2 separate regions of the Arabidopsis thaliana genome follow, and region 2 is linked to region 1. A link is a contact called in public capture Hi-C data. All regions are on one chromosome and are shown on one strand. The core of a region is the stretch at or near the end of the contact, and the rest is flanking DNA. Distances in the headings are between cores, read along the strand shown.

The links. Capture Hi-C pulls out chosen DNA fragments and counts their contacts.
Region 2: a contact with region 1 is called in a capture Hi-C map of seedling, with 1.8 times the contacts expected there. The contact joins the promoter of AT1G67530 here to the promoter of AT1G67420 in region 1. A contact is called at or near these places in 2 of 26 Hi-C or Micro-C datasets (root and vegetative nucleus) and 2 of 3 other capture datasets (seedling and shoot).

The regions. Positions count from the first base shown.
Region 1 is chr1:25,253,538-25,258,303 of TAIR10.1, reverse strand. AT1G67420 (Zn-dependent exopeptidases superfamily protein) reads right to left here and starts at 3,140. Exons shown (of 19, transcript NM_001334294.1): 1 at 2,678-3,140; 2 at 2,514-2,599; 3 at 2,294-2,395; 4 at 1,977-2,083; 5 at 1,801-1,901; 6 at 1,546-1,633; 7 at 1,098-1,186; 8 at 798-937; 9 at 536-701; 10 at 318-453; 11 at 114-207; 12 at 1-27. The coding sequence starts at 3,040. AT1G67410 (Exostosin family protein) reads left to right here and starts at 4,622. Exons shown (of 3, transcript NM_105408.4): 1 at 4,622-4,766. The coding sequence starts at 4,736.
Region 2 is chr1:25,305,035-25,309,222 of TAIR10.1, reverse strand. AT1G67530 (ARM repeat superfamily protein) reads right to left here and starts at 1,606. Exons shown (of 6, transcript NM_105420.3): 1 at 1,416-1,606; 2 at 944-1,023; 3 at 534-719; 4 at 336-443; 5 at 1-218. The coding sequence starts at 994. AT1G67520 (lectin protein kinase family protein) reads left to right here and starts at 2,866. Exons shown (of 10, transcript NM_001334310.1): 1 at 2,866-3,912; 2 at 4,013-4,029; 3 at 4,117-4,188. The coding sequence starts at 3,890.

The DNA.
Region 1 (4,766 bases), core at 1,891-4,390:
AAGAAAGCTAAGTATGAATGAGCAAACCTACATTTCCACATTAATTTGAGTGAACACCTTTATTAAGTATTAAATAAAACGTGGAACAACGTAACACGATATACAAAACCAACCAGCTCATGGGATAAGCAAAGAACAATCTGATGACTGCAAAGAGAACAGGGACTATTACACCAAGTAAGATCCCGGCGAAATGGTGCATAACTCCTGATCAGGTAAAAATTTACAACGTTAAATCTCTAAAACATCGTACAATGAGGAAAAGAGTACAGGAGTACAAAAATGATTAAGAAAATAAAAAGATTGCAGAATTTTACCTTTAAAGAAAGCCCAGAAGAATGATAACAAAGGGTGTGTCCTAGGGTCCATCATATACAAAAAGAAAGGAACACAAAGGAACAAAGCAGCTGGAATGTTGTGAAGTACGAAAGCTACTCTTCTTGGGTAGAACACCTGATAGATATCACGATTTCAGCTTGTCAAGAGTGTAAACTAGCTATGAGAAAAGATGATGAACAATCTCAAAAACACCCACCATGAACCATGTTAAGTAATCAAAGAAAACAGCTCTTTCAACCATGTCACTGTTGGCATCCACGTCAAGCGTCTTTCTTTCACTAGCAACCTTTAGCCTAGAAGAACTCGCGAAGGCTTTAAGCACGCTGATTAAGTTTTCTCCACGTGCTTGCATGCTTCCAGGTCTGGTTCAAAGGTATTCTGTGAAAAGAGGATCATACTAAACAATAAACGATAGTAAGGAAAAGTTCAACCATAATATATACCAAAACGATGCATACACTATTCTGTCCACTGTATCGAAGGTAGTATGGTAGTAGTAACCGCCCAGAAGAAAGATAATGTCTAGCCCGGGAATGTCGGCATAATCTTCTGCAAACATTCTGTAATCTGTGTCTCCAGGAATTACAGGGAAAACATCCTGAGGAATATCATAGGAGAACTTAAAGTCAGTGACAGAGATGAACTAGAAACAAAATGGCTGAATACGTTTTGATCAATGACCACTATCACTTGGCAAAAGTAGAGAAGACAGTGTGTGTGAGTGTCCATGTATGTCATAGAGAGAGAGAGAGAGAGACCTGTGCAGAACTCTGTGCCATTGGATACACTGCTGCTTGAGAGTAGACATAAGATGGCCACGAGCCAGGCCCTGATTGGCAGACCAGATCTACCAACCATTAACAAAAAGTCAGAAGTAGGAGCAATAAGCACAACAGAAACTTAAAATATAAATACTCATTGACAAGCAAACACTTAATACTGTCACAAATAAGACTAGCACATATTCCTCTTAATATTTACAGGATAATGTATGTATATGCATTAATTTTCTAGGGACAGGATGTTGCAAGAGAAGTTCTTCAATGGTCTACACAGATGTTTAAAGATAAGCTTTTTTGTTCCAATACTTAGGAAAGATAAGAGAATCAAGATCAACTTAAGAACATCATTGTCATCTAGAGGAAGAGACTGGCCGAGAAAGGACCTTGTCATAAGTAAAAATTGTTTTTAGGGAATATATCTTACCAATACCCCCTGTCCCAGAGGCTTCCACGTTTATAAAAGCTCCAATGGTATCTTTCAACTTATGCTTCGTCATGAAGCCGTGTGAGCCCTAAACACACACACCACCATGTAAAAGAAGAGCTTATTTTCATCAGCTTGACTATAAGAGAAACCTCATACTATGTATCAATAACAATATTCATCAAGAACAAGAAGATGAATGTTCATTAAACAATATTCCATACGAAAGAGTACTAAGCAGCATAACTGTATTACCAGCATAAAAAGCTCTTCAGCACCATTGAAGAGAAAAATTACAGGTTGAGGCGGGACCCAACCAGAATCCACTACCAGTCTTGCTAATTCAAGTAGTGATGCTGCAAAACGGAAACACATAAATCCATGATTTAATGGTTTAGAAGGTAAATCTAAAGATATAGTACCAAACTCACCTACACATGACCCACAATCACCAGCTCCAGGAGAGTTAACAGGACTGTCATAATGTGCATTCATCAATACAGATGCATCAGTGTCAAGAGAATTCATTGACGAGATACTGCAAAAAAAAAAAAAAAACGATGAAAATGTTTAGCATTAATAATTGGGGACACAATCATTCAATGTTGCAGTCTATTGATGACTGAATAAAATAACACAAAGAATGGTCAACCCCAACGTGAATCATAAATACAAACAACAAAGTCTCCTGAACAACACGTAAAAACCATAAATCTCAATGTACCAGTAAAGGAACAAACTTTAGTACCGCATAAGTATATTAGTATGGTTTCTGTATCCAAGTGATATGCTGTGTCCTAGAAACATCATGCTAAAGGAACCATCCACTTGAGTCTCTTCCACTTCAACCCTATAACAGCAACAAAAAGCATTCATTTTTCAGCTCAGACACAAAAAGTTCACAAGAAAAAAACATTCTTTTCTTGGAGAGTGATGAAATCTCAAGCATTTAAGTTATTCAAAAAAACCTTAAATTTGGTCCAGCTCTCTCCTTCACCATCTCCAATTGCGATTTTATATACGTTGCAGCTTCTTTAAGTCCAGGTCGTCCTTCCTACAAAACCCATGTCGTAAAAACAAGATCAGAGAGAGACAGAGAAAAGAGAGAGATGAAACGGCGGCGAATCATCACCTGACGACCATCGATCTCTTCAGCCAAGACACGGATGTGTTCGACGGCTCTAGCTTCAGAGAATCGTTCGAGAGGAGCGTTTGCCGGAAGCGGAGAGATGAATTTCATGTGGAGGACGGAGTAAACAATAGCTGACATTAAAGCGTAGATGAAGACGAGTGAGAAGAGGAATTTGAATCCAGTGACATCTCTTGCGCTCATCTTCCAAAACGGCATCACTGAAATGGATTCAAATCTTCGAATCGGCGCTTTGGAAAAATCAGACAAATCTCGTACTTGAAGACAACGATTGTTCAGTTCTGTAATATAAGTCCGAAACTTAACGGAACGGAACAGAACGGGAACACCGTCGCTTTGTGTCATAGAGAGAGACTGTTACGGCGTGAGAGTGAGATGCAAAATGACTTAAAAGTCCTCACGATTTATTCCATAATGAAGTCTTTACGTTTCCCTAAATCTAATTTTATTCAGATTCATTTTGTTCTGAAGTGTAGATTTGGTAAAATTTTGATTTAAAGTTTGAAGTCATTTAATTTGAATATCTTAGACAATTTAAAGGTGATTTCATAAATTTGAATCAATTTTGCATGTCTATGGACAGATGTCATTATCAAAGTGACATTGTTGTTTTTCTGACTTTTAAATACGATGCAGCAAAAGTAGATGGTATAATCTTACAAAATATTTCCGCTTGCTTAGACAAAAAAACAAACTTTGTACGTAACTCGTGAACTAAATACGAGTCTAAGAAGAATAAGAGGAATAAAATCAAGGCTTAATTAGTTTACTACCTTTGAACCAAAAAAAAAACCAAAAAAAAGATCTACTACCATGTATTGGGGTATATATCTAGGGAAGAAAATTTGGTTAAAAGGAAATGACACGTTGTTTTAATTAAAAACATTTGACACAAATGTTTTTTTTTTGTTTTGGGATGTAATCCAACACGCAAAAAAACATGTAGACATTAAAGTGTCGTGAACATAACTATGTCTATGTATGTTAAATAAAGCAAACTACGTTTCCTTTCTTTACGTGATGATATGTTCCCACACATCACGTACCAACTATTTGTGTGAGATATTAGCCAAGTCTCGGACCAATAGTTATCTTGATCCAAGATATCAAGAGAGTATTAATTAATGGATTTTCAATCATCATAGCTGGGGAGAGTTTTCCTCTGGTTTTACAAGTTGGTCGTCGAGGAAACCAAATTTCTTCTTTGAGGCAAGCACAATTTTAGTCCATTCTTCATAGTTGTCCGATCCTCACAAAGCAAGGATGGATATCATTATCAGGATATCTATATGTATGTATCCTGGACTGTCACTCGTCTAGTCTATATGCACCTATGTGTTTTGGTTATACATAAATGCTAGATATGAGCTTTATCCCTAGACTCGGCCCAAGAATGAAATTTGCTTAGAAAAACTTTGACCAAGTCTGAGTCAGCAGGGTTCGGCCCATTCGCTCGTTATTTTCAAACATGTGAACAAAATCGGATTGTCAATGTCTCAATGATCAAATTGTTGGTAACAAAACTGAAAACCAAAAGAAACCCGTAAACGTTTTTTCCAATTGACCACAATCAAATAAGATGAACAAGAGTTGCAAAAATGGTAATTCGAACCATTACCTCTATAACTCAGTCTTTCAACATCGAACCGGAAAACCAAACATTTACTTTTTGAATCCTTTGTGTGTTCAACATCCTTAGCTTCTATTATAGTATAGTGATCATTTTACAAAAAAATATTGATTGTAATGTGCAATTACCTAATCTTTTAAAACTTCTAAAGTGAATGTGCAATTTCTTGAATTACAACACCTATGTTGTGTGTAAAAGAAAAAGAAAAAACAACTACAGTAAATTTGTTTGTAACTGAAAGAATCTTTCTTAAATCATAAATCATTAAATGTCTAATGACTCAATACGTTTCATTTCATCAAAACTCATTACAATCACCAAGCAACGAAAAAACCCAAAACAGAGACCGTTGGATCTAAATCTCTCACTTTCTTCTTCTTCTTCTCTGTATCATCTCTCTCGAAGAAGAAATGTACGGCAAAACAATATGTACAATCGTCT
Region 2 (4,188 bases), core at 357-2,856, 52 kb before region 1:
AGTTTCTTTAAAGCCCTTCGTTCTGCCAGAGCCACTCTAGAAGAAGTGATACTTAGTCTAGTAGCAGCACGGTGGAAAATTTCAAGCTCGGTGTTGTCATTACAGTTGTCAAATTTCTTCCCTTGTTGAAGCAATGCAATAATCTGATCACCGACTTCCTTCTCCGATGGATCAAGCATGAACCTGGTGTTCTCTAGTTCACCAACAATTTCCAAAATCTGAAGAAATCATACATAAAAAAAAACAGACTTCTCAACTATAAACATCATAACTATCAATCAACAAGTGGACTTATCTTAATCATCACAATGTGAAATGAACTGAGTAATAATTACCTGTGACCCAATTGAGCTAGGAACAATGTCTTCTACACGTTTAAGACCATCAATGAGAGCAATTTTTGCTTTCTCAAACTTTAAAAGAACCGCATCCCCCGTTATGGCCTGTTCACATTGGAAAATGTAGAACATTAAAGAAGCAAAACACACGAAACGAGAAAGCATAAAACTTGTCCAAAGAGAGAAAAAACTGACCAAGTAAAGTTTACTACACTCAGAACAGTGCTGAAGAATATTTTTTGCCTTCTCAAGTGCAATATGTAAAGAGCATAAGGCTTGAATCCCTGATTTGCTACGCGGTCTTGCTCCTTCCAATGACGGGAAGATTGAAAGTACCTTGCATAGAACTCCAGATAGTTCCTTGCACATATCTCCATGTAACTGTAGCAAAAGCACAAGACAATCAAATCATCAAACACCAAGAACATAAAAACACGAAACCCTCTAACAACATTGAAATCAAATGATAATAAAAAATATGTCCTTTAAGATAACCCAATTACTATTTCTAATAGAAAATTTGTTTGCAATAATCAGAGATGCAAATTTAATCAGATTCCAACAATTACAATCCGAATTCGAACATTTCAATTTAAAAACCGAACCTTGGCATCGCTAGCCGCGAATAGATTCTCTTCAAGCTCGGTCACATCCATGATCAAACCTCACCAAAACAACTCTAAAACTACAAAAATCTCCCAGAAACAAAGGAATCAATACATGAATTCAGAGAAATTATTAAAACAAACAATGAATCATGCTACAATCACAGAAATTACCTTTGCTATGAGAAAAAGATCTTAACCCAGAAAAGAGAAAGAAAAAAAAAACAGAATTTTTTATTCAAACAGCAAATCCTGGAAAAATTGCAATAACGGAACTGAAACACATCCACAAAAACCGGGAAATTCTACGATTAATAGAAAAAATTGCGAATTACATTAAAAATAAAAGAGAGCACTAAAAATAAAGCTGCGGAGAACACGTGTGGAACCAGTAACAACCAAAAATGGACAAACAAAGACAAAACAAAGAACAGAACAGAAGAGATAAGATAGAGGTCAAACATTTACATACCGGGGATATTGAGAGACCGGCCAAGGAGGAAGGTTCATAAAAGATAAACCAATAGAGAAGAATCAGACAAGTGATGATGAATTAGGGTTTTGTTCTTGGTAAGGCGATCCATGATTTTGGGGTTAAATGTGAGAGAGAGAGAGAGAGAATAAAAAGATATTCGAGTGGAGGAGGAAGTACTTAAGAATCTGTGTGTTCTGTTTTAAAAATTATTAAGTTAAGAACGGCATTACTGTGATGTTAATTAGTATTCTAATTTAAAACTAATGAACGGTTCTTTCTATAAATATTTATTTAATGTACTAGTTTTAGGAAGTTTTCCAGAGACAATATTGTAACTGGGGTTGACGTGAGTTTTCATATAATTTGTAACTTTTTGACTTTTGTTTAAAAGATTAATTTGGTTAGTTAGGAGTATTTAAGCTTTTTTGGAAGAGTTTAGAGTTTATGGTTAACCTTTTTTTTTAAGAGATTAGTGCGTTATAGTTGCAAATAGTGCGTTTTTTTCCATCAGAAAAGTTAGTGGAAACATGAACAAATTGTCAGTTAAATTATGTTATCCCACTTGAATATTTTTGCATTTTGCTTTTAATTTCTAACGGTCCACCAAATCACCAAATGGAGTATTTTAATTATTCTTGAATTAAAAACTCACTCAAAGATTTGCTTCTTCCCATCCACCCAGGCGGATTGAAGTTTTTAGCGTCTTTTTAATTATCATTTTGTATTTATAATTTATTAGATTTTTAAATTTATAATTTGAAAATTATTATCATTTATTTATTTTATATCAGACTTAAATATAAAAATATTGTTTTTGAGTTGTTATATTTGTTACCTAAATTCTTGCCAAAAAAAAAGAAAAAGAGAGAAAATCTTCTAGCTTCGAAAACATCTAATACTGTAATAGTAAAATCATTAAAACTTTTAAATTGGTTTATCAAAACTATGTCGTATATTCTTCTCCTTCTCCACGGAACCCACACATAGTAGAGAAACAATATGAGCAGTTTATCACACTCTTGAGTTACCAATTTTCTCTCATTTCTCATTATTCCTTCACTTTCTTTCGAGGTACTTCATACATAGTCGTCTTTCTCAAGTTGTTGTGGATTGTAGAGAAGACCTAATAAGCTAGAGAATGGATTCGAGGAAGTCTTTATCTTCCATCGATAGCTTCAACGATTGTTACGTTTGCTTGTAACCCAAGATTCGAAGGTCAACAATTCCACGGATGATATACCTTACTTGAGTCTTTATTTCTAACCAGTTATATGTTACAAGCTAAGTCTGATTCTTGTATTCTTTTCTACCATTGAAACCAATAAAATGGTCTCCTTACCAAGTAAAACAGGGTTATTATTATGTACTCTAACAACATTTTCCGTTCAATCAATACAAGAAGCTTTTGGATTTCTTATTTCTTTTTTTTTTTTGGGTTTTTTTCTTTCAACAAAATGATTATAAATTATTTATTTTTCTTTACCAATAAGATTTGGGGTTTTATGAACCATGATGAAATACTTTTTTGTCTTTTTATGAAGAAATGATATAACTCTGTTTCTCCTCTCTTGGTAGCAATTGGCTTTTTATTTCTCAGGTAAGTAGTCTCCCCCTTTTAAATCCTTATTGGGTGTTGTATTCTCCCAACAGGCGTGAGATGTTCGTTAAAAACAAAAACAATTGCTCAAGAGCATGGCGTCTGGTTCTGTTATGTATGTGTCTTGTTTTAGGTAATAAGAGTCAACTTCAATTTTGTGGTCACTTTCTTGCTAATTAGTTGTGATAACAGCTGTTGCTTAGAAACTTCAACGGCCAAGACTTCAATTTTGTCTCCCAGCGTAGTAGACTTGGAACTTCTGATATGACTTTGATCACAAACAAGATATATCTTTAAAAAACCACTTTAGAAAGAAATCTATTTGCCAAATCATCCATCTTTCTGAAACTATGTGTTCAAATGGCATCTTTGTCTCTCTTCTTACTTTATCTCTCTTGTTAGGAAAATCATGCAGTGAAACAGATACGCTACATCAGGGTCAGTTCTTGAAAGATGGGCAAGAGCTCGTTTCTGCTTTTAAAATCTTCAAACTCAAGTTTTTCAACTTTAAGAATTCAGAAAACTTGTATCTTGGAATTTGGTTCAACAATCTTTATCTTAATACTGATAGCCAGGACAGACCTGTCTGGATTGCTAACCGTAACAATCCAATCTCAGACCGCTCTGGAAGCCTCACAGTGGATTCTCTTGGCAGATTGAAGATTTTAAGAGGAGCATCAACCATGCTTGAGCTAAGCTCTATAGAAACCACAAGAAACACAACCCTTCAGCTTTTGGATTCTGGAAATCTTCAGCTCCAAGAGATGGATGCTGATGGATCGATGAAGCGGGTTTTGTGGCAAAGTTTCGATTATCCAACAGATACTCTTCTTCCTGGGATGAAACTAGGTTTCGATGGCAAGACCAGGAAGAGATGGGAACTTACATCATGGTTAGGTGATACTTTACCTGCTTCTGGATCTTTTGTCTTTGGGATGGATACTAATATCACAAACGTATTGACCATCTTGTGGCGTGGAAACATGTATTGGAGTAGCGGGCTTTGGAATAAAGGTCGGTTCTCCGAAGAGGAGTTAAACGAATGCGGTTTCCTCTTTTCCTTCGTTTCAACCAAGAGTGGACAATATTTTATGTATTCAGGTGATCAGGACGATGCCAGAACATTTTTTCCAACCATAATGATAGACGAACAAGGCATTTTGCGTAGAGAGC